2 separate regions of the Capsicum annuum genome follow, and region 2 is linked to region 1. A link is a contact called in public Hi-C data. All regions are on one chromosome and are shown on one strand. Each heading gives the region's core, a stretch centred on a gene start, on an enhancer-like site or on the middle of the called end of the contact. The rest is flanking DNA. Distances are from core to core; before and after follow the strand shown.

Region 1 (2,700 bases), core at 92-2,591:
GGAGTTGGAGTTGGAGTTGAAGTTATTGTTGTGTTTGGCCGTGATTATAAATTAGAGTTCTTTTTGAAATTTTGTGTGAGAAATAGGAGTGGGAAAAGTAAAAAAACAAGTAAAACTTGTTTTCACTTTTTCAAAAATAATTTTCATTAAAATAAAATAATTTTTATGGTCAAATACCACTATTTTTATTAAAGTAAAATAATTTTTTTTTTAAAAAAGTAAATAAATTTCATGACCAAACGCCTACTTGTGTTGCCACATCAGTAAATGCTTGGAAGTTGCTCCAACGTGTCGTAGTTCACATAAGCAGACCCACCCTAGACCTCCAGCTCATCCAAGGAGTTAGCACCATAAAACAAAAAGTAGCAGGACCATAGGCCTACAGCTATGCATATGATTAGCTCAATTATTACTTCATGTCGCTACTCACTAGTACAACCCTTCACCCTATGCTTATATACTATGAGGGTCCTGAGTCTGAAGTTTCATCAAAAAAATTTTAAATATGAATAGGTAAATATATGAAAAAATAAAAAAAAACTCAATATCTATTATATAGTTATATAAGTTCAATCACATATAAATAGTATAACTTTTTATAGAAGGAGGTTCAGAAGAAACCGTCGATCCTAGCTACCAGCTCAGTGCCCCATTAAAATATAATGGAGTTCATAATACTGAACACAAGTTTAACATTACGAGTTTAATTCCTGGTTACTGTTGTCTAAAACAGGGGTCCATTTCTGTTTGAAGTAATTAATGGTTGCAATTTGAATACAAACCCCCTAGTGGATTGTCGCTTTACTCTTTGTAGTTCTGCTTATCCAATTACATAATTGAGATAGAAGCCTTAGAACCAAAACATGTGAACTAACCTAACAACATTTAGTACTACTAACACATCACTTTGTTTTAACGGAATTATTTAATCAATCGGTCAGTTAAAATGGATTATTACTCTATTTTATAAATTGCTACAAAGAGTTACTCCTACTAGTTATTGATTAATTGTAGATCAAGTTAACTTGATATCATGTATAATACAAACTACTTTTTACATATGTTGGTTTAGGAGTAGCAACACTCGAAAAGGTGGTCTGAAAAGATAAACAAACGCCACACTGCAAAAATGTATTTATAGGACTTGAAAAGGCCATGTCCTTCCTCCCCCCGTTAAATTTTAGCTTTTGTCTCATGAAAGGCGTCGTTTTCTTAAGGCAAAGGTTACCTTTGTTTAGGTCATTCTTTTAAAAAACGGTGTCTTAGATTGAAAAATACGGTCTATGATCGTTAACCAAACATACCAATGCACAAAACAAGCTCCTCTGCGTCATTTGGAATGTAATTTTGTGGTGAAATTGTGTATCCTCCCTCTGAATGTCTGATAACTTTGAGCTTTGCTAGTATATAGGAGTATTTATTTGGCATTTTCTATATATGCATGTGGGACTTCCCAGTTCCCAGTCCCATCCATATTAGCCAAAAAATTGTTCTTATTTTGTAAAGAGAGAAAAAGGAATGTATGTTCCTTGAAGGGATAGGGTTAATATGTCCCTACGACCTTATAGGAGACGGACAATGTGTCCTCCAAAGTCAAAAAGAGGTCCTTCATTTAGGAATATTTGGCATGAAAATAGAAAGACATTTTTGTTTACTTTTTGGGACACCTTCAAATTAACTATCATGTGAGTCATTTTGTGTTCACCCATATAAATTTTTTAAAAAAGTTAGATGTTTTGCCAGCTACTTACTACTTTATTTATTATTTATTTGAGAAACTTGAAATGATGGCTTCATAATTGAGAAATTGCATATATTTTTTTTTTTGTACATTGTGGTGTTGTTTTATCAACTGGGGTCGTTATTTTTAAAAATCTCACTGTCTAATAATTCTCGTGATTTAATAGTATAAGCTGTGAGATGGTAGATAGTGTGTACTTATCCAAACAGTTGTAAGAACCACCTTCTTTTTAATTTGAATAGATATAGTACTATATATTTTATTAATCAGTTAAAAGTCCCCAATACGTATTTTAATTGATGACATCCATAGTTATAAGCTATCACAAGGTCTGACTAATTCCTTGCCAAACAAGTTACGCCAATCCACAACTTACATTTGTTAATTTGTTAACTAACAACTTGATTAATCTATGGAGAATCACAACGAGCATCAAAAATTAATATTTCCTAAAAATAATTCAAATATAATTTTGTATTCCTAAAGAACCAAAACTTGTTTCTTTTGCCAATTTTTTATTATAAAATTATAAAAATATAACTATATTTTTTCTATAATACTAAATTTTTATTTATCAAATAGCAATCTGTACAATATATGGTTCCAAATAAGAAAAGTGGTCCAATTAATGCCCAACTGGAGAATTGTAGGAGGAATAGAGGCATGTGATATGATGAGGTTACCAGTCACTCCAACTAATTTTAACTTATTGTATTATAATTATTAGATACTTATATAAAGGGAGATTTGGGGTATGGGACCAAAGTGTTTTTTTATACATATATTCATAACAATCTAAGTAATGAGAAGTCTTAAGAATTTTTAAAAAGGAATTATTATTGGAATATTGATGCGTCATATATCATGTGCCTTATTGATTTAGTTAATTAATACACTTCATTTGAATAATGAACATATTAAAATACTTGAAGTCGTAAAGGGGATCGATTGTGGTTTGT
Region 2 (2,740 bases), core at 49-2,548, 110 kb before region 1:
TCCGACCAGCAAATGCTTTCGCGACGGAATGCATCCGTCGCAATGCGTTTACCCGTCTGCAACAACACCATTGCGTCTTCCATAAGACCCAAATGGCAACAAGCCTGACCAAGAACCAAGTACCTGAAATAAAATCACAAAAGTTGAACGTGTGTGAGTCCGAGTCAACTCATTCACCATAAATCCCAAGCTTGAACAAAGCAATTACAATAAATACTACCACATTTTTCAAGGAGTTATTAATACAAAAATGTCAGTACAAAGCAATTAAAGAAGCACAAACTAACAAACCAAATTTGACTTAAACGAAAATAAACAAATCAAAAGCTAGCTGTTATCGCGTAATTTAGAAGCCATTGTCCAAATCAATGTAACAGAAGAAAAAAGAAAAAGAAAATTACCTCCATTGCCCTTCTTTATCACAGTTCTTGCACAGTCCAGCCATAACTTTCTTCTTCAAATCGGAAACCGAAAAGCACTTGAACCCGGGCTCCTCTCTACCCGGTGATTCACTCCCCGACGAGAGAAGCTTCATTCGCTCCCTCGAAAACTGCGACGACGAATTCTCCGATGAACCAGAAGACGATGTCGACGATGATGTTTCATCGGAGGACATTTTCATACTGGGAATGTAGTCTTGTAGCATATCAGCAACATCCTTAAATCGTCGTAGGTAAAGCAAAGATCGAGCTTTCAACTCTAAAGCCAGCTCAAAACGAGGTAATAAAGCAAGTGCAGCGTCAAGAAGGCTAACTGCAGAAGCAATCTCGCTATGTTCTTGTGTGGCAATCAGAAACTTTGCGTCTTTTATATATTTATCAACAATCTGTTATAATCAAGAAATGATGAATCATCATTTACATTAAATTAGGCTACGAAGTAAAAAAGAAGAAAAAACAGAGAATATTTTTTTCGTTGATTACCTTTCTATTGCTAATCCACCAATGTTTCTTTTCAGCAGAAGAGATAGAATTAGGAGAGGCAGCCATGGTTGATGTATAATGATCAACCATTAAAATGCTCACTTCTTTGTTTAATAAAAGCTTGTCAAATACTCATTATATTTTTCCCCTCTTCCAAGTGAAGAGAGAGAGAATGGAGGGGGAAAGGGGAAGTGGAGATGTAAATAAGAGAAGAGGGGGGAAAAGGGGGGGCTTAATAGCTTAATAGAGAGTGCCAGCTTTGAGGTGAGCAGAGAGAAAGTATTGATCCTTCTGCTTCTTCGCTGGCAAACCACATACCCAACACCCCATATTCTCTCACTGACCCCCTACCCTCTACTACCTATTTCTGAGTTAATGTAATTTGCCCTTCACTTTTAATTTATTACATTTGACTTAACACAAATTCAAATTAATAACCATGGACAAAGGGGATAGTTAAACATTAACGGGAGATCTCGAGTTTCAAGGGAGTTCTAACCTCATATATGAAAATTTTGAAGAAAAAAAAAAAAGGTGCTCCCTCCGTCTTTTTTAATTGTGCATTCATTTTTCATAAACTAATTTGACTTATTTCAAATTTAAATTAAATTAATTTTTAAAAATTAAAATATTAATACTCAAAAATTACGTGAAAAGAACTATAAATAGTAATTTTTTTTAATTTGATTAAAAAATACTTTTTAAATATTGAACAAAGTTTTGTATCGTTTGACTCTAAAAATGAAAGAAAACAATTAAAAAGGAAAAGAGAGAGTAGAATGTACATAGATATGGAGATTTTATAGATATTACTTTTATCACGTGGAAGTGGAGAAACTATTTTTAAAAGAACCTAATTTCGAGTAAATCAAATTAAAGTAGATATGAAAATGAAAAATTACGGTAAAAAAAATATAGCAACTAATAACAGAAACAAGAACAACAATAAAATGATACGATAACCTCAAATCAATGTATTTTTGGGCATGAATTTATATTAATCGGACTCTATTGGGTAAGATAAAAATATTTAATTAGGAATTAAGTAAGGAGTTTAAATTTAAATATTTTTTAATTTAACTTCTTTTTACCTAACAAAAGTTATTACATAAAATATATGGGTTAAAATTATTTTCTTTCCCCAACTTTGTTTTAAAAATCAAACTCTCTCCTCAACTTTGAATAATAATCATACTCCCCCTTTATCATGATTGACTTTTTAAAATTCATGTTTTACCCTTTATCGTCAATTTTTTTATTCTTTTTTTTTAACTTCTTCAAAATCATCATATTTTTATTTTAAAAAAAAAATCATATAACAAATTTTTCATAAAAACATAAACATTATTCATATAACAAAATTTTCATAAAAACAAACATTATCTTCTAGAAAAAAAAGTAAGAAATATATAAGCTAATGATGATCTTTATGAAGTAAATTCGCATAATAAGAAAATTAGTTTTATTAATAATAATCAAAACTATAATATTTATTTTAACAAGTGAAAATAATAAGTACTACTAATGTTATAAATATATTTCAATGCAGAAAATACAAACAATAAATGAAAGAGATAAACCTTTAGTACCACCCCGAACTATGGTCAAAGTTGTTACGACACACTCCAACTTCACAGGGGTCCTATTATCCCCTAAACTCAAATTTAGCCTATTTTTATCATTTTTTGTGCTAATGTGGCACCTTTATTACATAAAATGGAGTCCATACCGAAGGTGTCACGTCATCTAAAATGATTGACAAAAGGTATCACGTTAGCTAAAAAGATTGACAAAAATATGCTAAAATTTAGTTTAAG

The links. Hi-C and Micro-C count contacts between places; a contact is called where the count stands out from the background.
Region 2: a Hi-C map of leaf shows a contact between it and region 1, with 4 times the contacts expected there. The contact joins the promoter of LOC107840975 here to the enhancer-like site in region 1. A contact is called at or near these places in 3 of 5 Hi-C or Micro-C datasets (leaf, pericarp and placenta).

Annotation. Positions count from the first base shown.
Region 1 is chr1:161,256,927-161,259,626 of UCD10Xv1.1, reverse strand. No RefSeq gene overlaps it. Among protein-coding and RNA genes, the nearest start is that of LOC107840978, 67 kb to the right of the region's middle. Within about 2 kb of position 1,341, at least 5 of the 5 cell types and tissues checked have an H3K27ac peak or open chromatin away from gene starts, as enhancers often do. A contact at or near this core is called in leaf and pericarp, where this site is marked.
Region 2 is chr1:161,365,304-161,368,043 of UCD10Xv1.1, reverse strand. It overlaps LOC107840975, which reads right to left and starts at 1,298. Exons shown (of 3, transcript XM_016684947.2): 1 at 924-1,298; 2 at 402-826; 3 at 1-123. The coding sequence starts at 1,013.